Regions from separate parts of the Mus musculus genome. Here all the other regions are linked to region 4. A link is a contact called in public HiCAR-type, HiChIP or PLAC-seq and promoter capture Hi-C data. All regions are on one chromosome and are shown on one strand. The core of a region is the stretch at or near the end of the contact, and the rest is flanking DNA. Distances in the headings are between cores, read along the strand shown. Region 1 overlaps Akap6 (A kinase (PRKA) anchor protein 6). Region 2 has its middle 28 kb from the start of Akap6. Region 3 overlaps Akap6 (A kinase (PRKA) anchor protein 6). Region 4 holds the start of Sptssa (serine palmitoyltransferase, small subunit A). Region 5 overlaps Akap6 (A kinase (PRKA) anchor protein 6). Region 6 overlaps Akap6 (A kinase (PRKA) anchor protein 6). Region 7 overlaps Akap6 (A kinase (PRKA) anchor protein 6).

What was found. Promoter capture Hi-C pulls out the DNA fragments that hold promoters and counts their contacts. HiCAR-type assays count read pairs that join an accessible place to other places. HiChIP or PLAC-seq counts read pairs in DNA pulled down with a chosen protein or histone mark.
Region 1: a HiCAR-type map of astrocytes shows a contact between it and region 4, with 3 times the contacts expected there. The contact joins the enhancer-like site here to the promoter of Sptssa in region 4. A contact is called at or near these places in 4 of 39 promoter capture datasets (the 3T3-L1 cell line, 3T3-L1-derived adipocytes, cranial neural crest and 1 more) and 3 of 115 datasets of contacts at active chromatin or transcription factors (astrocytes, embryonic stem cells and stem cell-derived neural progenitor cells).
Region 2: a contact with region 4 is called in a promoter capture Hi-C map of stem cell-derived epiblast-like cells, with 5 times the contacts expected there. The contact joins the enhancer-like site here to the promoter of Sptssa in region 4. A contact is called at or near these places in 5 of 39 promoter capture datasets (the 3T3-L1 cell line, cranial neural crest, frontonasal cranial neural crest and 2 more) and 1 of 115 datasets of contacts at active chromatin or transcription factors (astrocytes).
Region 3: a HiCAR-type map of astrocytes shows a contact between it and region 4, with 4 times the contacts expected there. The contact joins the enhancer-like site here to the promoter of Sptssa in region 4. A contact is called at or near these places in 5 of 39 promoter capture datasets (the 3T3-L1 cell line, HPC-7-derived erythroid cells, embryonic stem cells and 2 more) and 2 of 115 datasets of contacts at active chromatin or transcription factors (astrocytes and embryonic stem cells).
Region 5: a HiCAR-type map of astrocytes shows a contact between it and region 4, with 6 times the contacts expected there. The contact joins the enhancer-like site here to the promoter of Sptssa in region 4. A contact is called at or near these places in 5 of 39 promoter capture datasets (the 3T3-L1 cell line, cranial neural crest, frontonasal cranial neural crest and 2 more), 2 of 115 datasets of contacts at active chromatin or transcription factors (astrocytes and embryonic stem cells) and 1 of 9 other capture datasets (embryonic stem cells).
Region 6: a promoter capture Hi-C map of hippocampal neurons shows a contact between it and region 4, with 7 times the contacts expected there. The contact joins the enhancer-like site here to the promoter of Sptssa in region 4. A contact is called at or near these places in 12 of 39 promoter capture datasets (the 3T3-L1 cell line, 3T3-L1-derived adipocytes, the C10 cell line and 7 more), 7 of 115 datasets of contacts at active chromatin or transcription factors (embryonic brain, embryonic forebrain, embryonic hindbrain and 4 more) and 2 of 9 other capture datasets (adipose tissue and embryonic stem cells).
Region 7: a contact with region 4 is called in an H3K4me3 HiChIP or PLAC-seq map of pro-B cells, with 8 times the contacts expected there. The contact joins the enhancer-like site here to the promoter of Sptssa in region 4. A contact is called at or near these places in 3 of 39 promoter capture datasets (the 3T3-L1 cell line, cranial neural crest and maxillary cranial neural crest), 4 of 115 datasets of contacts at active chromatin or transcription factors (astrocytes, large pre-B cells, pro-B cells and 1 more) and 1 of 9 other capture datasets (embryonic stem cells).

What each region holds. Positions count from the first base shown.
Region 1 is chr12:53,062,784-53,065,869 of GRCm38.p6, reverse strand. The region is part of intron 9 of Akap6 (A kinase (PRKA) anchor protein 6); the gene reads right to left. Among named protein-coding and RNA genes, the nearest start is that of Npas3, 180 kb to the left of the region's middle. Within about 2 kb of position 1,324, at least 41 of the 459 cell types and tissues checked have an H3K27ac peak or open chromatin away from gene starts, as enhancers often do. A contact at or near this core is called in astrocytes and stem cell-derived neural progenitor cells, where this site is marked.
Region 2 is chr12:52,670,087-52,673,226 of GRCm38.p6, reverse strand. No RefSeq gene overlaps it. Among named protein-coding and RNA genes, the nearest start is that of Akap6, 28 kb to the left of the region's middle. Within about 2 kb of position 1,641, at least 53 of the 459 cell types and tissues checked have an H3K27ac peak or open chromatin away from gene starts, as enhancers often do.
Region 3 is chr12:52,846,614-52,849,714 of GRCm38.p6, reverse strand. All of the region lies in intron 2 of Akap6 (A kinase (PRKA) anchor protein 6), which reads right to left. Among named protein-coding and RNA genes, the nearest start is that of Gm51971, 49 kb to the right of the region's middle. Within about 2 kb of position 1,639, at least 60 of the 459 cell types and tissues checked have an H3K27ac peak or open chromatin away from gene starts, as enhancers often do. A contact at or near this core is called in astrocytes, where this site is marked.
Region 4 is chr12:54,654,883-54,658,039 of GRCm38.p6, reverse strand. Sptssa (serine palmitoyltransferase, small subunit A) reads left to right here and starts at 1,468. Exons shown (of 2, transcript NM_134054.2): 1 at 1,468-1,668. The coding sequence starts at 1,557.
Region 5 is chr12:53,032,260-53,035,292 of GRCm38.p6, reverse strand. All of the region lies in intron 9 of Akap6 (A kinase (PRKA) anchor protein 6), which reads right to left. Among named protein-coding and RNA genes, the nearest start is that of Npas3, 210 kb to the left of the region's middle. Within about 2 kb of position 1,477, at least 157 of the 459 cell types and tissues checked have an H3K27ac peak or open chromatin away from gene starts, as enhancers often do. A contact at or near this core is called in astrocytes, embryonic stem cells and second pharyngeal arch cranial neural crest, where this site is marked.
Region 6 is chr12:52,894,566-52,897,654 of GRCm38.p6, reverse strand. The region is part of intron 4 of Akap6 (A kinase (PRKA) anchor protein 6); the gene reads right to left. Among named protein-coding and RNA genes, the nearest start is that of Gm51971, 97 kb to the right of the region's middle. Within about 2 kb of position 1,829, at least 82 of the 459 cell types and tissues checked have an H3K27ac peak or open chromatin away from gene starts, as enhancers often do. A contact at or near this core is called in embryonic brain, where this site is marked.
Region 7 is chr12:52,938,215-52,941,339 of GRCm38.p6, reverse strand. Akap6 (A kinase (PRKA) anchor protein 6) reads right to left here. Exons shown (of 14, transcript NM_198111.2): 7 at 2,834-2,997. Among named protein-coding and RNA genes, the nearest start is that of Gm51971, 140 kb to the right of the region's middle. Within about 2 kb of position 1,534, at least 46 of the 459 cell types and tissues checked have an H3K27ac peak or open chromatin away from gene starts, as enhancers often do.

The sequences.
Region 1 (3,086 bases), core at 75-2,574, 1.6 Mb after region 4:
ATTTATAAAAATAAATGACTTTAGTAGCAAATACAGGCTTGATTGAGATAACTTTTTTGACACTTTTGCCAGACATTCCTCCTTCTCTTAAAACCTTCCCCCTTTTTCTTCTTCCTCTCTCTCTCTCTCTCTCTCTCTCTCTCTCTCTCTCTCTCTTTTTGTTAAAAATCACACCGAAAATTCTGCCCAAATGGAGAGTGGAACAATGCCTTGAAACAGTGTTAATTGTCACCATGGAAACCAGAAGAATAAGCCATTTTGAAACTGGTATAGAAGGCACACATTGAGAAACTCAAGCATTTTTCTGCCTCCCTCAATGTTAAAGAACAAGATGCCTTGTCACGGTGAGGTCAGCGAAAGAAAGCATCATGAAAGGGTTGTAGATATTCACTCTCTAGTAAATAAAAAAAAAAGTAAAACATAAACCCTATCCAGCTAACGCTGTGAAAGACTCTACCCCGAGAATCTTTTTTTTTTTCTTTCTTGAAATAGTAAGATTGCCAAAAGATGGCCAGGCCTGGGGGATAGCTCCCACCTAGCAAAACTTCAGGGCTATATTATGTGAACCTTGCCCCCAAAGCTCCCTGGGAATTCTGCTGTTGTAATAAAACATCAGAAGAGGGGAGAAAAAAAGGCAGCATGATGGAATTCAAAATAATGCTCTAAAAGCACACAGAGAGATTAAGACGTTCATTGTAAGACTTTTGTATGGTGCTTCTGGTGGTCATGCTGAAAAGAGAGCAGACATTACTAAACGGAGAGAGCGAAGCTTCGGCTATGAGGAACACACGAATTAAAGCAAACAATTTTCCTGATTAAAGAATAACGGCTGTCCAATTCTGAGTCATGAGCGTTTGAGTATTTCTATCCTGAGGATGTTGTTTTAAACCGGCCATCAGGTGACTTTATATTTAGAAGAGTTAAGACAAGGCAAATGATCTAGTTATAATAATGACACATTTGAATCTTTGCCTGTGCAAATTAGTATCTCAAACACCTGTATATTTGTGGTGATTATTCCCCCCCCACCCCCACTGCCACCCCAAATCCCCCAGGAAAAGAAAACACACTGTGAAGACACAATGTATCTTAGTGTATCAATAAGAAAGTATATTCAGGGAACACATACTAACCAAACTACCGCAAAATAATATGTAAAAATATGTATTTTGCTCACAAATGCAAGGCTATGTCTGTGACTCTCACACTGTATTCTCTAGCTAGTGTTTGCCCTCCTCTTTTGAGGCTTCATGGTGGCCCCTCAGCTAGCCCATGCCTAATGCTATTCAGTGGTGAACAAAGAATCTTTTTATAGGAAAGTCCAGGTCCACAGCTCAGCTGGACTGGTAGAGGCCAGGACTGCCTCTGCGGCGGCTCTGGTGCTGCCCTCTTTAAGACAGCCAATGTCCAGCTTCCCACAAAAGCCTGGGATGCTTTACAAGGAGTCAGTATCACTAACACTTAGAAAGGATGTTCAAGATTCAAGAAGAAGGCTCAAGCGCAAGACAAGTAATGGTGGTTATTTCTTGCAAACTATTTGTATTTTACCATTAGAATTTATGGTGAATAATTGCACAAAGAAATTATAAGGACTCCTACAATTGTCCTTGTAAATTAATAATAGGCTTTCTTGATTGGGATAAATTTGCTGCTGAGCCTTTGGAAAAATTAAAAAGTGCAATGTCATTTAAAATTGCCAGAACTCGCACAGCAAATTACATCTGAGGTTAAGAATGGAGTCCCCCCCCCCCCAACACACTTCTAGCTTATTCCATTTGCATGATCTGGAAATCACATTACATTGGCCATGTATTGTTAATTGAACATAGATTGCATTATCTTTAATATAAATCAAACTACAAATATTAAAATGAATTGCAAATTCCCTAATAGGAGATCATAAAACAATCTTTTTAAAAGTATCTCCCATTAATAATTTAATTCCAATTATATCACTCAGGAAACTTAAGGAGGAGACGAGGCGACTTATTTCCCCAATCATTTTTTTTTCTTTTACATAAAGAATATCTATGTGTTTTAAAACAAATGCAGCCAGGTTAGGATTTATTGTTACTGAGTTAAAATAGAAGCACCAACAAACTGAAAACTTTTCCTGTCAACTTCTTGCAAAATACTATATAAGAATATGAAGTCTCCCAGTTCCCCTTTTCCTAACCCAAATCAAGGGTGGGGGAAAAAAAACAGCAGAAAAGAGTCACTAATTCTAAGAAATATTGTGATTACATCTTCTGGAATTATAAAATTGATAATTACTGTTGTTTATTTTTTCAAAAGGGTGCCCTGTCCCCCTTGATATTTCTATAAATGTGGCATCTTTCTCAAGCCTTTGCATGGCCTTTAATGAGTTTATATTAAATATTTAACACTGTTTAGGGCATATCCACTCCTACCAAAAACAGTTATATTCCCTGCAGTCCTACTGTTTCAGGCAGAAAACTTGATTGATCCTCCTAGCCTGAATTGAGTAGAATGAAAAGAAGCGGTTGGAAAATAGCTGCAATCATTTAATGCAGATGACCTCTGACAGCCTCACAGCTCTTCTCTCTGAACAGAAATTTGCATGGGGTCTCTGTGCAGAGGAACAATGTAACCTAAATGGTAGACAATCTTTATTCTAATGAAGTGGGTGTCAAGGTCAATGTAAAACTGCAATGATAAACGGTGCACCACTAGGCAAGAGAAGTTGCATGGGCATTGTAGTGCTTTCACATTAATTGAAGGCTGAGACGCACCGCGTGAAAAGCACAAGCCCCTCTTTTCACCATAATGTGCGAATGCGCCAGTAGTGCTGAAGTGATTTCTGCAAGATGTTTGCCTGCTGACGTGTAGCTGTTGCAAAAATAACGGCATGATGACAGGAGTGGACATTTTCAGAATTTAGTGTTTTCCTAAACCAAAATTTTTTAAATTACATCAAATGCCCCCCAAATAGCATAGTGACACCTAATGTAATTCCTTTGATCTCTTTTTCTCTTTTCTTATTTAGACCTGTCTTTAATTAGTTTCAACCAGGCAACCTTTTATGGGACCTTCATTGTGTACTTTCCTGCTGAGAGTCATTTAAA
Region 2 (3,140 bases), core at 392-2,891, 2.0 Mb after region 4:
AAATGGAGATCTAACCGCGTAGAATATTAATATTTCTCCTGTATTTTCTATCACTGCAATGAGCTAAGAGTGCAGAAAGTACCTCTGAACTTTATCTTAAAGTGGATTATTTTAATATGATATTAAGAAGGAACTGTTTTAAGAATTCCCAGGTCTCAGTGACTGCGCACATTAAATGTATTTCTTACCCAGATCAAAGGTCAGTGAATATCACCCAAAAGACTTCTCACAAAATTATTCAGTCCCCAGGTGTCTCCATCTGTGTCTGTGACCTCATCGGAGACTCTGAATCTTCTGTTCAGACACAGAGGACAGTAAGCTTGTCCAGAGACTATTTCTACAGGCCTGGCCTAGGGGCAGGAGTCAGCTCCGCTCACATGCCACTCACCAGTGCAGTCACCAGGCGGCACCGAGGAAGATGTGTGCAATGGGGGACTTCAGAGGCTATAAAAAGTGAGGCCCACTGTGTGCCTGTGAAGGCAAGCACACAGGTACTCGTGTACCAGGCAGCTCTGCTGTGTGCAGAAAGGTCCTTGACTTGAAAAAGGCAAGTCTTATGGCAAAATTTATCACCATGGAATACAGAATCTTCCCTGTTTGAATAAGCTACACACACACACACACACACACACACACACATACACACACACACACTTCTATAATAACAAAAAACAAAACTGACTTTGTAATAATATAGAAAATATTGAAGTTGAGCAACACAAAAAGGTATGCAAAATGTTATTAAATAATAAAAGTAAAAATGTACTAGACGGGAAAGAAAGTTGGATGATTCAGCTTCAATACAGAGAAAAGCGTCTTCCAGTGCCCACCTTGGTTTTCCCACTCCCATCTTTCAATGTCAGTATAATCACTGAGTAAAAAGTAGGGGAAGAGAATCAGGGCCATTGATGGCCACTCGTATAGTCGGCAGAAAACAGCCATGTTCCAACTCTGATGTAACATGAGCTGAGGGAGCCTAGTTCTGGTGTTGGGAGCCAAGAGGGACCTCTCCAGAAGGATTTCTTGTCTTCTGTGGGTGGTTCGATCTCCCACCACTGACTCTGCTGTCATAGAGCTGCCACCACACCAGAACTCAACCCAGCGTTCCTCCTGTGATTAACCGCCCTGAATTGTTCTGCTCTGCCACCTTTACATGAATAATGTCTTTGTCCTGTCTCCGATTTGGGGAATCTCCTGGAGCAACTTCTGTGGGATGTAGGGGTGAGGGGTAGGTGATGGGAGCTTCAGGTTTACAGGAAGAGCAGCAAACAATTCTCTTTCATAATCCAAACACCCAGGAGTACAGAATGGATGCCAGAAAGAACATGTTTCTCACCCAAATAAAGCCATTGGCTATGGTGATAGCTAAGATCTCAGGTCTGGGATTGTCCCTAATAAGGACCCAGGGTGTGAGTGCCTCCCTCCTGATACAGCCCACCCTGGAGCAGAAAGCCGTTTCCTATTGATTGCTCAAAGAACAATGGCTGGGGGACGGGGACGGGAGGGGGCAGGGAGGGTGCAAGGAGGGGGCGGGCCAGCTTGGAAGCAATCAACTGGCAGGGCGGTCAGGCTCAGAGCCTGCTGTTCTCCAAGGGCTGATCAGAAGGACACATGAGAAGGCAGCAGCTGCGACTGAAAAGGCCTTTCTAACTGCTGCTTAGCTAATGCACTGGAAAGATCCAGAGGGAGTGGGAAGGATGAGTCCCCAGAGGCATGTGTGTGACGGCCTCTCCAGCCACACATTTCCCATATTTAATTAGGCTTGATGGTTTGGTTAGGATACCATTCTTTAGATAAAATATAACCAGTGTGACTTCAGCAGCCCTCCCCAGAGCTCAGAGTCAACGTTCCCCCTTGCTCATGCTGTCTGATAAATCTTGATGGAGTCAAGACATTTTATGGAAACAAGTATTTAAGTATTTTTATTGTAAAAGGGATATATTATAGTTATTGAAAATCAAAACACTTAAAATACAACAGATAAAGAAAATGGGTCCCATACACACACACACATACACACACACACATACATACACACATACATCTCTCTTGACAGTTGTTTTAACTCACTTTTAGACATTCAAAAATATTTACATGGACTATTTGTACATATATGTAGATATTTAAGATAAAATTATTATATACTCTTTTGCTACTTGTTTTGTTCTAGTTATTGTTGTTACTTGATGTACTGGCTAATTTTGTGTCAACTTGACACAGCTGAAGTTATCACAGAGAAAGGAGCTTCAGTTGAGGAAATGCCTCCATGAGATCCAACTGTAAGGCATCTTCTCAATTAGTGATCAAGGGAGAAAGGCATTTAAAATACAACAAATAAAGAAAATGTGTCCCATACACACACACACACACACACACATACACACACACACACACACACACACACACATACACACACACATACACACACACATACACACACACATCTCTCTTGACAGTTGTTTTAACTCTCTTTTAGACATTCAAAAATATTTACATGGACTATTTGTACATATATGTAGATATTTAAGATAAAATTATTATATACTCTTTTGCTACTTGTTTTGTTCTAGTTATTGTTGTTACTTGATAAATATACTTTACTCTAACAGCTAAAGAGAACAGTTTGTTCTAAGTGTGTGCTTATTTAACCAATCTTGTATTTACTAATATCATTATATATTTCTCAAACTATTTTAGCAAAATACAGCTCCTGGTAGAAGGATTAACTAGATCAAGGGATTATATATTAGTAGATATTTATGTTCTATTTTAATGGGCATTTCTAAATTATACTTTATGTGTTTATTAATTATAAATATGCTCCCAAAATAAATCAAGGTCAAGTTACTTGAATTATCTGATATGACCATTAAATAGAGCCATCAGAAAAATTCTTGCCTATACAAGTTTCAAAATTCAGACATGTGGTTAAGGAAACTGGAATCTAAGCAAGAGTCAACTGACATAAAGAGAGATCAGAGACAGCAAAACGCTGAATAAATTTAGCCTGTCCTTGATAGATTTGGGTTAGTAAGCTTTACATTACTGTAACAAAATACCTGAGGCAAATCAAATTTTTTAAAAATTCTTTTTTTTTTTCCGAGTTTTGCAGGTCCTCAGTCTCTGGTTACTTGGCCCGC
Region 3 (3,101 bases), core at 390-2,889, 1.8 Mb after region 4:
ACTACAATTATTGGAAGCACCAAAACGGGCAGACTTAGGTATGATATACTCCTCTAGGATGATGAATCTCTCAGTTTGGAGTAGACACAGAGTCACTAGCTAGAGGCTCCTTTGCTGGGGTCGTTGTTGTAAGAGGACAGAGACTGGGTAACTGGGATCTCCTCCTCCTACAGGCTCAGTGATGCTATATATAGCTCGCTTCTGTGCTGAGGTGCATGGCTAGATGCATTCCGTCTAGAAGGTAACTGGCAGCAGTTGCCCCCAGAGAGAAGACTGTGTGTTAGGAGTAACAGGCAAGGCACCTTCCCATGGGAAGCCATCCTGCTTACCACCTTAAGAATTTTGACTCCTTGAATGCATTATTGAATCATCAATCAACCAAAAAAAAAAAAACTGAATATAAAAACTAAATCTTTATATATTAACTCCAAAATATTCTGTGAGGTAAGATAACTGGTCACATATAGTAGTCAATAAAGGCTGTATCTAATTTTTAAAAAAAAAAGGAAAAAAAAAAAGAATGTGAACACAGATTAGAAGTCTAAATGACTAAACACTACATGGTCAGTAGACGTTCTCACTACAGAACACGGGCGGGGGGGGGGGTTGTGGGAGAATGTCATTTGACTTGATTTTGTACAACAGTTTTTTTAACTTTTTATTGATTCCTTGTGAGTTTCCCATCACGCACCCTAGTCCGGCTCATCTCCCCGTCCCCTCGTATCCACCCTTGCAACCTACCCCTAATCAAACTAACACAGATAAACAAACAACAACAAAATAAAGCATAAAAACATCTCTTTATGGAAGCTGTAGTGTGTCGCAGTGTGTCCCACAGTCTATCCCTTTTCCCACACATCTTTACTTGTAAATGATCATTGCAATGATTGTTGTCAGTCTGGTCTGAGATCCCTGGTTTCTGTGATACCATCAGTATTGTATGCTCACGGGTCGTGAACTCTGAACTTGCCTGAGCCAGCTCTGCCCTTCACCAGCGGCAGGACTCTAAAGAGCGAGCCTTGACCTTTGGGCACCACAGTAGAGCTGGTCCTAGTGGAGGAGGTGTGTGTGAGCCATCCTGGAGGGCGGAAGTGTGGGAGAGCTGGTGTGAGGTGGTGTGGGAACGTGGGTGATGCCCTCTCCCTTTCCCCTTCGTTAGCTGCAATAGGTGGGAGGACTATCCCTGCCCCCTCATTGACTGTAGCGCGCAGGAGAGCAGAAGGGAGGGGGTAATCACCCTGCGCCTGTGCCACCCCATGGCAGACAAGTGGAAGTGGTGGGGTTGGCTCTCCTACACTTTTACCCCCCGGGCAGCTCAGCCATAGCCCAGTCACAAGGGCCAGCTCCGCTGTGCTGCTTGGGCAAGGTGCAGGCCCCGCCTCCCCAGATGCTGTCAGCAGTGAGAGATAGGGCCAGCTCTCCAGAGTGTTGCATCCAGTGAGGAGCAGGGCCAGCTATGCACAGTCCTTGGATATTCACGTAGTCCCCACGGACTGCCCCAACCAGGGAATCCCCATGTTCTCCAGTGAGGCATGAACACTGACATTGTCGACACCAGCTGCTACAAAGCCACAGACCCAGACATGGCCCTCCGTGGCAGCGTAAGCTGGGACTTCATCAAGGCCCCGGGTGGCAGAGCTGGCTCACAGCTGGCCACTCCTCTCCACCCTCCAGTCTCCGGTTTCATCTCTCTTCATTATGCTCAAGCTGCTCCACTTCTCTTTCCCTTTTGTCTGACCAAACACTGTGTTGACTCCTGCTGCAGCCTGGGCACATGGCTGCCAACTCCGGGTGACATCCTCCATCTGTGTTGTGTGGAGTGGTAACAAGTGGGTGTCTGTGGCCCACATGTGTTGTGCACTGGAGGGCAGGTCTGTGGGTGGCACAATGGTCTTAGGTCTCTGTTTATCTTCCTCTGGCTGCACTGTGCTGCCTGGATTTGACTTGAATTTTGTGAGTCCTACGCATAAGACAGCTTGGGCCACCAAGCCAGGTATCAACCTAGGATCAAAAAAAAAGAAAATGGCTGCCTTCTGCTCTGTCCCTAATATAAGGAAAACACTACCGACAAGGTGTCTCTTTGCCCATTGCCAAGGGTACAACCATCTTTATATCAGAAAGAAATATAGTATATTTTAAGGTACTTTTATCATAGATGAAACTTTATATCCACTAATTCTTTGTGCTGAAACAACTGGAAAACCCACATAGACAACTTCCTGGCAAGAAACACTTTCAGGCTTGCACAATGGTACTGAGAGATGAGGCAGTAAGAAACATCAACATAAGCTGACAGAGGTAGAGTGCACTGAGCTCAGTTCCTGAGTGTGTGTCCTCTGTTGAATACTAAACTGTGTCTAGCACAGTAAAATCTAAATTCAAACCAATGGTGAGCTAAAGCCATTTTTTTAAATGTGTGTATTTGGCATCACAGATCTTCTGGCTCTACACAACTGCTTTCTTCCCTCAGAATAGCTGGATGAGTCAATTTATACGACTGTCATCAAACCACGAAAGGAAACACCAGACAGTGTGACTGTGAATGGGTACCTCTCGGTGACTAGGCATGGATACTGAAGAAAATAAAGCCTGCGAGTCCCCCTATGGTGGTGTTATTTCAGGCATAAGTGTCTGGGGATGGGCATAGACCTTTCATTAGTGCAGGACCCCATGGAGGAGAGTTCACTATTTACATCATTCACAGGCTTTTTCCTCTTCAACTACAACCAAAACCCTCTCTTATTTGGAGCAATGATGCTCAGTCTCCACTGAAGGATAATTTGCTTTCTCTTTAGATATCTGACATAGCACCTATAGTTCTCCTAAGACCAAAAATTCCCTTATTATGTATAACTTTAAAAAAAAAAAAAACCTAAAAAGTTTAGCCGGAAATAGGGCTCGGTTGTTGAGAGCACTCTCACTGCCTGTCTCTGGAGGACTTGGGTTGAATTCCTAGCACCACATGATGGCTTAGTAGTCTGTAAGTCCAGCTTCAGGGGATGGATTGAGTGTGTTCTAATGGTCTCTAGGAGCACCAGGTACACACATGAACACACATGAATACATACACGCACACACACATACATGTGTACACACACAGG
Region 4 (3,157 bases), core at 219-2,718:
AAAGATGAGTCCAGGCTCGGTGTGGTTGGTGCATACCTGTAATCGTAGCTCGAAGGAGTCTGAGAAAGGTGAATTACTTTGAGATCGAGGCCAGCCTATACTACATAGTGAGGTCCTGTATATTGGTTAAGTTATTTTTGTTTTTGTTTTTCATTTCCACAAAAAACTAGAATCACTTGGGAAGAGGGAACCTTAGCTGAGGAACATGAGATTGGTCTATGGTGGGCGTGTCCTCCCTACTGTGGGCAGTGCCATTGCTAGGCAAGTGGGGTCTGGGCCGTTTAAGAAAGCAAGTTGAGCAAGCCAGAAAGAGCATGCTCCTAAGCAGTATTCCTCTGTGGTTTCTGCTTCAATCTCCTGCCTGGAGTTCCTGGCTTGGCTTCCCTCCGTGATGTTCTGTAACCTACAAGACGAAATAAAATAAAATAAAATGACTAGGCACCTTGTGAAAGCAGATCTCAAGTCTATTGTTGTTTGTAAGGTCTTTGCTCGTAAGGAGCATAAGGAATTTAAGTTAATACCTGTCAACCTGGAAAGGTTTTAAAGCTTAAAGCAGCAGGTTTGAAACTTTTAGACATGTGAGTTGCAGGCTACTTAATTATGTCATTTCACAAGCACACAGTGCATGGGCTTTAGAGGAGTGGAATACAGCCGGTACTGCTGCAGGTCATAGGAGTGAATCTTTAGGAGACAGATCACATGCTGACCTCAAGCTGTCTTTAGAACCCACTAGATCAAGTGCACTTCTCTTGATTGTGACCTACATGGTTGTTTTCTAAGTGTAGTCATAGAAATATTGGCAACTGTCTATGGCCAATTCTTTTGTCTTTAGGTTAGGGAATACTAGTGCGTGTGTGTGTGTGTGTGTTGTGTGTGTGTGTACTCGCGCGCGCATCCTAGATAGGTCTGTTTTCACGCATGTGCTCGGAGGAAGGGAAGAGCTGATGAACATATTACTTCTACAGTTTTCAACATCTTCTTGGCTGGGTGTCATTTGGCATCCACATTCTCTTTGACCCCCGCATTCCCTCTTGCACAAGGCACTGTTTATTTGCATGCCCGACTCTTTAGTAGCATTCTCACCCAGCCCTATCATCTCTTGGCCCAGAAGGGATTCATGAGGTAGGAGAGAGATTACATACACTGGTTTCTAAAGGAATCCTTCTGGGCTGGTCTGAAGGATCCGGCCTCTTAAGGGCACCATCTCGCATGGACACCAGTGGGGACTGAAGCCGGTCTTGCAACCGCCATGCGTGCGCGTGGAGATGCAGAACTAGCACTTAAACCCAGACCGTTTCCCAGGGCTGGGGAGCTCGCTCCGGGCGAGGCGCGGGGCGGGACAGGAGCACACGAAGTGGCCGCTTGGCCAATAAGCGCAAGCCAGGAGGAGCCGGCGGTGGCCGCTCGGGTGCGCGCGGGGTTGGGCGTACACGGTGACGCGCAGGCTCGGCAGGACCAATGGGCGCAGGGTGGTGGCGGGCGGGCCCCAAGGCCTGGGGCTTTAGGAGGTGAGCGGGCCGCGGGCCCGCCTGACGCTGCTACACCGCGGGAGGCGCATGGCGGGCATGGCGCTGGCGCGAGCATGGAAGCAGATGTCCTGGTTCTACTACCAGTACCTGCTGGTCACTGCGCTCTACATGCTGGAGCCCTGGGAGCGAACCGTGTTCAGTATCCTGTGTGTCCTGGCCTGGCTGGGGCGTGGAGGGGTGCGCGCGCCGGGTTGGAAGGGGGTGGGGGGGTGTCTTGGGGTCAAGGGAGGTGGAACCGCGGAGATCCGGGTCTTGTACGCAATTCCCCTGCCCAAGGTGGAGGCATCCTGATTTCTGCAAGCAGTCGGGAGGGCGACGTCTCCCCTGGTGCTTCCTTGTCCCGCTTCGGCCGCGCCTGCTTTTGATCCTTCAGTATTCTTTGAGGCAGGGTTGCTGCAAATCGCTCCGGGCTTGGGCGTCTTTAACCCTTAGCTATTCCTGATTTGGAGCGATAGAACTCTAACCAGTTCACCAGGTTGTGAGTACGTGGTCTTGACACTCCCACACAGTTTTGGAAAGCAGTTTGTAAGTTACTGAAAGGCCTTTTGGGCTTCAAAATGGCAGTTTTAAAAGTGTGTTATATTTATGACTTCTTTGCATCATAGGTACAAGCTGTGCCCAGAAAAGACTTTGCTGGGGTTTCAAACTGTGCTTTGTTGTTTAGTTTATCACCGGTTAAGAATTGTTGAGTGATGACTTTGCTGAGCACTTTGTGTGTATGTTATCTTGCCTAATTTTAACAGCTCCAGCGAATAGCTCAAGGTTGTGAAGCCTGATGTTTGTTTTCGCCCAATGTCTATGCCGCTATCCTCTGATTTCCGTGTCGACGAAATACTAGCAATTCATTCTTTTAACGCTCCACTTCTCCTTTCCTTAATATAAAAAGAATATACCACATCACATGCTTATTTCATCCGCTCAGCTTCTTGTGGTTTAGCTTTGTTAGGAACAACTTCACAAACGCGTTCCTAGGACTGAGGTAGAGCTTCTTTGCAAGCTTTTTCAAGGGTGCTGGTGTGGAAATAGCATGAGGTTATTTGGAGCTGACTCTTGAAAAATTTTAGCGTCTTGCAAGACTATTACTGTGAGCAATTATTTCCTAACCTAAAGTTTAATAACCAGAATGTATATTTGGGGCTCCGGATTAAGAAAGCCTGATTTTCCGAATCGTTTATTTGTAGCTTCAGTTTGCTCTTTGGATTTTGTAGGTCAGATAACATCTATATTTAAATTTATGCCTAATTGGAACTTTTCAATAGTAGCAGGTAATCTTTTGATTAATTCATTAATTAATTCAAAACACGGTTTCTCTGTGTACCCCTGGATGTCCTGGAACTCATTCTGTAGACCAGGCTGGGTAGCAGTTAATCTTGACTGATAATTATCTTACTACAATTAATGTTGACAAAGCCCCATTAAATAATAATAATGAAAGCCAGCTGTGATGGTTCATGACTGATTACCATGCTCAGAGAGCTGATTCAAGAGGAATGCTGGGAGTTCAAGGCTGCCTGAGGTACATAATACATAGCTACTACCAGGCAAGCCAGGGTTACATAGCAAAACTCAAAGGAAAAGGAAGCCAGGCAGGCAGGCAAAGAAACAGTGTTGGGGTGAAGTGAAACTCT
Region 5 (3,033 bases), core at 228-2,727, 1.6 Mb after region 4:
TACTGCCCCTCCCATAGATTTGGTTCCTACCTTACAGTTCATAGAATCATAATAAAGACAAGTGTTTATATTGAACGGAATATATGTCTAATGCAACACTTTCTATTAAGGTTATAGACAATCCCTTCCTGATATAATTACATGGAGCATTAAACCTAATTCTTATCATTTGCAGATCACTATTCCTTTGTCAATGAGAATACTTGATTTTCGTATTTAAGCTTTGGCACTTTACTAATTTTTAACAAAATAGCAAGCCCAAACTCATAGCAGTCTATAAAGTTTAATCACACATCATATAATTTTCTAGCTCTAAATTATTTAGACTAATTTTCATTAGTCAAAATAGAATGAATATAAGCTGTAAAGATATAAGTAGTTTAAAACTAGATGATGCTAAAAAAATTGGTAGATGATATTTCCATTTATCTAAAATTCATGCCGGGCGTGGTGGCACACTCCTTTAATCCCAGCACTTGGGAAGCAGAGGCAGGCGAATTTCTGAGTTCGAGGACAGCCTGGTCTACAGAGTGAGTTCCAGGACAGCCCAGGCTACACAGAGAAACCCTGTCTCAAAATAAATAAATAAATAAATAAATAAATAAATAAATAAATAATAAAATTCATATGCTTCATTTAGTATTGGGACACAAAGAAGTCAGTGCCCTTTCTTGTAAGGACTTTTATAGAAATCGGAAGGAAATTTACAAACACTGGGCACGGAGCCAAAGCTCTCAGATTAACATAGAAGCAGATAATGCATTTCTATTTAATTAAGTAAAAGTTTTCAAAAAGTTAAAGATTAAATTTTGTTTTATTTTGTTTTGTTTTGTTCCTTTTACAATTAAATCAAACTTTTATTAGCAAACTCTCCTGGTTATCCTGATTGCAATTAACGCCACCTCTCTAACGGGTCAGCTCATTTAGGTGCAATCTGGGATCATTTGGATTTAACATGATGGTTATTACTTATTACCCTGAAACCAAGCAGCACAATGAGATATTGATTACTTTTAACCTTTACATCCAAGGATTCGAGAAAGGTCGGAGGAGGGGAGCATTCGACTCTCAGCTGGCAAGCAGCCTTTAGGAGAATTCAAATGATTCCCTTTGGCTAAGTAGACCCAAGATGAGTCCATTCTGAGCTGACAAGAAATAATGGTTCTTTAAAAAGTAACAGTCAGCCTATATTTGGCATTACATTTATATATTACGTTTATATAGTCTATGGCCTCAGAGGTGCTTCACGTGAGAGGCAGACTAAGGCTGTTAACCCTTAGTAAGTCTTTTTCCAGGAAGCATCTCTATTGGAAAGAGATATTCAAGAGGGCGATTAAAGTGTGTGATTTCCTGTAGCAGTTCTCACTGGAATACACTCATCTCCTCAAACTAAAATCTCTTGGTAGGTTCCCAAGGCTGAACACAACCGTTGGCCAGTGATGTTGGACACTGAGGTCTCTTTAGTTTCCTTTTTCCATGGCAGCACTGAGAAATACTTTTCACCCCTGAGCCACTGAAAAGCAGAGGTCTAGGCGGGCCCCAGCAGAACCACAGACAAGAGAAATATAAACTCTATGTGTGAGATTAATTTGCTCGACGCTTGGCAGCATTATTGCCAAGTCGTCAAATTGTTCCAAGTTGTTCCGGAAGGTTGTTATTAATAGTATGTTTTCTGAGGAAAGTTCTGTCTACTTTTGGAACGGCATTTCTGTTGCCAGGGAAACTCCTTTAAGCAGAGTTTTCTAGGAGCACACTGCTGCTTTTGTTTGCCCGTGTCTATTCATATCATCGAGGCGGCACTTTACACGCTCCCGCCTCCAGCCCCGGAATGGCGGAGCTTTAGCCCAGTTAAGTTGCTTTTGCAAACAGAGCTAATGCCTGCTAGGATTTCCTCTTCTTTTTCCCCCACTCCTCTCTCTTCCTCACATGCAATCACTCCCTCTCTCCTGCCTGCTCCTTTTCCCTCTAACGTGCCCAGATCTCACCATTCAAGATTAAAATAAATAATAATAAGATAGTTTTCACAAGTTTTTGATAAATTTACTTTGTTTTGAATAGTAACCCCATAGGTTCTAGCGTTAGAGCATCAGGCCTTCAAGTGTTAATTATCTTTTTCACTATAAAATTAATGTAGTCATTTCCTCCTGACTCCTCCACCCCATTTATTGAAGTGCGGAGGAAAACCTGTCAGAGCCTCCAGCCAGCCCTGCTGTTGTGATTAAACGTGGTCACATGGCCCATCTCTGCCAAAAGGAGGGCCCTGAGAAAAGGTGACAAAGACAGTGATTTCCTGTCAGCAAAGAGTAAGACAGGGCTGTCTAGAAGTGATGCAAATGAGGGAAACTTTCCCCCCACAGCTTGTTTGATCCACTCTAGGCCAGAGCCGGCCAGCCAGAGAGAGAACAGCGCCACAATGCCACAGGGCCAGCCCCAGAGCCAGCGCACCTTCCGGACAGCAGCACCACAGGAGACTCTTGGAGACTCTTGGCAGGGCTTCCCTTCCTCGACCTCTGTACAGAGCCAACTGTTTCCTAGCATCCTAGTCTCTAAAATCTTTCTTCTTTCCCTCCCCTTTAAAAAAAAAAGGTGAATCAAATAGAACTTACAAGCTCCAGCAGGAACTATTTTTCATAGGTTGTTTGGGAACATCCCATCGGCCTTTCCCCTAAACATTCCATGAAGAGTTTTGCCCTCTCTCAAATTAAAAAGAGAAAAATATAAATCTGAGTATCCATATCAAACAGTGATTCATCAATGCCCAAATTAATGTGACAGTTAATCTAAGGGCTTTTTGAACTTTAATAAAAATGAAGCAAGTTCATTTCTAGATAGCAGTGGAGATGGGTGGATTTTATTCAGTTCTGGTCACTTTAAAAATGACCAGATAATGTTATTTGAAATATTATAATGATTTTAAGCATACTTTTCTTTTCTTAATGGAGTTTTAAATGTAACATACAATTAGGCTATCCAATTAATCAACTAAGAATGAGGTAAAAAAAAATTGTCAAGAAGTGTGTGTGTATGTGTGTG
Region 6 (3,089 bases), core at 580-3,079, 1.8 Mb after region 4:
GCAGTCAGTGCAATGGTGTGGTAAAATATATCACATCTCAAAACTACAAAGTGCACCCAAGCACAGTGGCTCTCACCGCTAACCTCGCCACTCAAGCGGTCAAGCCAGGAGGCTCACCGCAAGCCCGAGTCTGCACTACAGAGTATGTTCCAGACCAGCCTGGGCTACAAAGTTAGATTATATCTCAAGAAATAAAATCAAACTAAAATCATAGAACTTTGATTGTAAACTTGAAGAGACTTAAGTGTTCGTAATTAATAAGTGGAGTTGTGAATAAAACTCAATTGCCCACTGTGAATCATTGGTCAGAGTAGTAGCTTTTCTATCTTTCTTCACTAATAACGGTGGTATTATCTACATATTTTATCAATCAAATGTGATAAAGTATGAAAGGAATGGCTATTTAGTATCTTTCCTGAAATTCTACAAGTAAGCAACAGAGGATATCTTTTTTTTTTTTCAGATTTGTGATTGTCTCCTTCCAAAATACCACACAGTAATGAAAAGTTGTTGTTTCATGTTTAAAGGAGAAGAGAATAATTCACTGGGGTCCTAAGCGTTGCTTTAATTGTATTTTTAAACGTGGGTCAGCAGGATAACTCAATGGATAAAAGCTGCCACACAAGCCTGATGACCTGGCTTGGATCCCAGGACCACGTCAAAAGCTGGAGATGCTGCTACCAGGCCACCAACCCCAGTGCTCCTATGAGCTGGTAGGAGGGGACTGGATAGTCACTCAGAGGTTCATGGGGTAGCCAGCCTGGAGCTCACAAGGCAGAAAAACCCTCCTTCTCTCCCTCTTCCCCTCTCTCCCCCTCCCCCCTCTCTCTCCTCATCTTCTCCTATATCCTTATCTCTCTCTCTCCTTCTTGCCCTCCTTCTCTCAAAATTTAAAATTGTCTTTAAAATGTAAACCTGAATGTCAACGGCATCTTGCTGCTGTAGTCATACGGATACCTGGGTTTCTTCCCTAGTCATGGTCCTTCCATACCAAGAAAGAGTCTACACCACACACACCACACACACACACCACACACACACACACACACACCACACACACACACACACACCACACACACACACACACACCACATCACACACACCACACACACACACACACCACACACACACACCACACCACACACACACACACACACACACACACCACATCACACACACACACACACATACACACACCACACACCACACAGATACACACACACACCACCCCCCACACCACCACCACCCCCACACATCCCACGCCACCCACACACACACACACCACACCACACCACACACACACACACCACACCACAGCGCACACACACACATCACACACACACCACACCACACACCACACCACACAGACACACACACACCATACCACAGCACACACACACCACAGCACACACACACACACACACAGACACACACACCACACCACACCACACACCACACACACACCACACACACACACACACCACACTACAGCACACACCACACCACACACACACACCACACACACCACACCACACACACACACACACAGACACACACACCACACCACAGCACACACCACACACACATACACACACACACACACACACACACACACACACACCACCCTACAATTTTTTTGAGATTTTCATTTTCACATTTATATTTGTGAACAGAACTTTTTTTTTTTTCCAAGAGAACCAGATGCAGTGCCTAGCATAGCCTCACGGTGGTGGTAAATCATCACTAATATTCTGTCAAGGCCCATGGCAAGCTTTGTAGAAACCACAGAAGGCACTGCAGCATTCCTCCTGGGAAAACAAGAAGGGATTTGTTTCTAAGCTGTGGTTCTTCTCAACCAACCTTGAACAATGACCTTGGCACGCTCAACAAATCTATCAGCAGGGTTAATGCAAGGCTGCGTTTCTCTCCTGGCGTTGCCACAACACATTACTCTGAAGACTTATTATTTTATCCCTAAAGAGAATTTTGTGGGCTTATCTTTAAAACCATTGTGTTGATTTAGAATTCTCAACTTGGATTACGGCCATAGTGTTGGCATTTAAGATAACATTTACTGCGTAACCTAACTTGATGTGCTCCCTGAGAACCGTTTATTAAATCTTTACTTCTCCTAGCCCCCAATTTTCAACTTGAAATCTGAAAATTAGCTTTTTCTCCGCTTTTTTTGTTTGTTTGTTTTGTTTTGTTTTTTTCGAGACAGGGTTTCTCTGTATAGCCCTGGCTGTCCTGGAACTCACTCTGTAGACCAGGCTGGCCTTGAACTCAGAAATCTGCCTGCCTCTGCCTCCAGAGTGCTGGGATTAAAGGCGTGTTCCACCACGCCCAGTCATTTTCTTATTTTAAGACAGACCCAAAAACGTAACAAATCATCTTTATGGATCCACAGTTATGTAGTAACATAAACAGCCTACTGCAAAACCCTTTAAAATTGGCCCTAAAGGATTACTGTGCAATTTAATTGAACATTGCGACTGCTTGAAGAACTTTAACAATTGTTATTAGTGTGTGCATATGTATGTGCCATACCACGTGCAGAGCAGTAAGGGGACAGTTTGTGGGACTGATCCTCTCCATTCTCCTTTAGTGGGTCCCAGGGATCAAACTCAGAGCTCCGGGCTTGCACGCCAGCGCCTTCATGCACAGAGCCATCCTGCCAGACCTCCTGGAAGAGTTTGTAAAGCAATAGGGCCTGATTTAATCGCTCTGGGGTAAGGTTTGAGGTTGGGGTGTTTGGGATAACCTCCAGCAGTTGTAACGAGCAGCCACAGCTGAAAATCGCCATGGCTTAGAGGCATGTCCCCAAACGAGGGTCAGATTAATGTATAGAAGCTACCAATCTTATATGCTTAAAAACCTTAAGTAGTTTCCCATCAAAGATGGCAGCTTGGTGACTTGAAGCCAAATCTTTGCCATGAATGTGTTTATTGGATCTATTTAAAAACGGCTCAGATTAAAATTTTAAAACTGAGAGATGTCACATAAAATGTAGGTTTCCTACTTAAAAAAAAAAAATCTCTTGCCGTACAAAGTCACATTCCCACACAAATGGCATCTGCAGCTGAGAGGTG
Region 7 (3,125 bases), core at 285-2,784, 1.7 Mb after region 4:
GGTGTTTGTGGTTTGCCTTCTGTTTTCCAGGACAGGGACAGGGATCATCACGGGCCAGGGTATTCATGTCCCCTTCTCATCCTTAACTTCAGACTCCCCTTCCCAGTGCACCGTGTCCCTCATTTGACCTTTTAAATAATTTTTAACTCTTACACTTTATACTTACTCTTTTTTCCCTTCTTAGAGTAGTTCTTGGTCAAGGTAGAGACTTAGAAAAGTCAAAGTTATTTTGAAATACATAGCTAAATAGAGGTATCATCTACTTTTTACAAAGCCCTCTAAAACACTGCTCTCTAATGGCCATGGAACATTTTGCCAGAATAAAATGTAGCTCAGTTTAATCATACAATCCTTGTTGAAACACTTTAGCTGGTACTGTCTGCTATTTAAGTGTCAATGTCTCAGACATCTTCCCATTCATTGATTCTGTGTGTGGGGGGGGCAGTACGCCTCTTACAGGAGTTCCTGTTAGAACGTGAGGAGCGACCTGTGCTCAGAGGAGGTTTTCTGAGAAGGCAGATGTTGTCTCTTTTGCTCTGGCTCAGGAAACAAGCTGACTGAAACCCAGTCCTGTTGACCAGCTTTACCACACCACACCACACCACAGCTCTCCCATCAGTCTGAGGTGCACGTCTCTGGAGATCCCTGTGGTATATCATGTCCTCCCTTCCTCATGTAAGTCATCCACCCCTGCCTCGTGACTTATAGACAGTGGAGAATGTATCTACACAGAAATCCAGGGTTATTTCCCACTTAGTCACAGACACACACACACACAGACACACACAGACACACACACAGACACACACACAGACACACACACAGACACACACACACACACACACACACACACACACACACACACAGACACACACACACACACAAGTCAACAGCTTCCTCCTCGATGCTTACCCTTCTCAGACCACTACTCTGTGGCATGTCACTCCCTCATGGCAACCCTCCCTCAACTTTTCTGAGTCTCTTCTGTCCTGCGACCTGTTTCCCTTCATCGTTTTAATAGTACAGTCTCAAAAGCATCCTAACCCTCCATCCCCACAAGCCCCACCTCTCTAACAGCTCTACATGCACACTGAGCCCAGGCAGCAGGGAGCAGACAGTGGAGAGGGAGAACAGGGGATCTAAGCCTGGAAGTGCAGCCTGGAGCCCTAGCTCTGAGATTTAGTGGCTGTCTGCCCTTAGGCAAACTGGTTAACCTCTCTGGGGTCTCTTGACTGTGTTTAGTGTTTGCTGTGATGGCTGAATACAGGGCAGCCAGTGAATGGGAATTGGACATGACAGAGCTTTTGGTTTGGTTTTGTGGTGTTGGCAATCTTGCTTATGTCCTCATGTATGCTAGGCAAGTACTCTACCATGAGTCTACCTCTCAGCCCCTCTTTCTGTTAAATAAATAAAACACAACCCAGCTTTTAGTTCTGTGCTTTCTTGTCATTTCGGCTCCACTTCCACAGTGAAGCCGTTGCCAATCAACTGCTTCCTCTGCAAGCAGATGTCTGCTGACTACAGTCAGGTCCCTGGTGCTAGCTGCAGCTTTGAACCTCCCATCAGGTCACTTCCTAAAATATGTGCTCATGTGCCACGCACCTCTCTCTCTTTCTTCAGGTGTTTCCTGAAACGTGACCTCTTCGACCTAGGTTCCAGTTGGGCTGATCTTGCCGTTCAATTCTGGTGCCAACAGATAAAGGGAATCCCCTGGGCTTTTCACAGGCTGCACGGTCTCAATGTTGTGAGGCTGGCTTGGGTTTCTGCTCTGCCTGTATTAAAAGTCTGAGTCTCAGAGGGCACAGTGGGTGCTAGCTCACTCAGAGCGCAATGCTCGTGCACACGCGTGCTGAAGAAATGCGGTTGGGGAGTGTTACTCGCTCTGTCCGTTCCAGGAATAGAAACTATGAACTTTTCAATCTGTCTCCCCCGTGCTACAATATGTTCAGATCCTGAGTCTACCAGGCAACTAATTTCTGGAGTCCCTTTCACAAATTGAGAAACTGTTAAGAAAATGTCAGATTAATAAAATTGTTTTCGACATTGTAAATCCAAAGAATACCTTTACGACCGTAGTGTTCCGACTTAAAAGGCGCCTCATTTAATGTTCAGCGGCATATGTTCCACAGGCTATTTTGTAAATCCAAAATGGATAATCAAAACATGCCAATACTCGTTTTTAAAAAATACTTTGCTGTATTCGGTGCAGGCGCCATTATGGAGAAGTTACACTCTGAGCAAAAAGATTTGTAGCAAAGCACATGACCTTCTTCCCACTACAATGACCATCCCCTAATTAGGCAATGCATCTGATAGTCATTAACAGGAATGAGATAATGAATCACTTTCTCTCTTCTTTGTTAATTTGCTGTAACCAAGCGGCTAATGGATGTCAGAGCTGAGTGATTGCACTGATTATAGTGATTTATAGTTGCAACAAAACAATTTAAAACCATTCTGATTATTCATGTTAAAGATGCTTTATGTTTTGTTTACTAAATGTTTTATGCGCCCCCCCTCTTCCTCCCACCCCCTGAGAATCCTGTCCCCCTTCTGCTCTGCTACTTTGTACAAAGAGACCTCTTCCTGGAAAACTTGAAAGTTGTCGCCTTTTGTTTTGTTTTCAGCCAAGATATATATACATACATATATATATATATATATATATATATATATATATATATATATGGGAGGAGAGAGACAGAGACAGAGGAGTTACAAAGTTTACCCACTAGAAAAGAAGAGCCTTAGGGGTGGAAAGAAAACTTCAGTGGTGCCTAGTTCAAAAGAAGACAGGAATAAGAGGGAATAAGGCAAACTTCAAGCCACTTACCTTGGGGCTCCCCGTCCCCTCCTCGTCCTCCACAGACACATCAGTAGCCAGTATCTCGGCTTTGATGGTGTCCAGGGCTCTGAGAATCCAGCTGTGTTGCCGTTTGATTTGCCTCTGCAGCTCCTTCCATTGACTTGCAATCATCTTCAGCATGTCCTTCAGTCCTTCTCCAAAGGAGAGGAAAGCACAAGTTGTGGGCCCGGCTGCATCTTTACCCCGCTACGGGTTGTGACATAGAAAGCTGGGTGGCTATTTCAAGCCGTACACATGCTTCTAAACGACCTTCCCATTG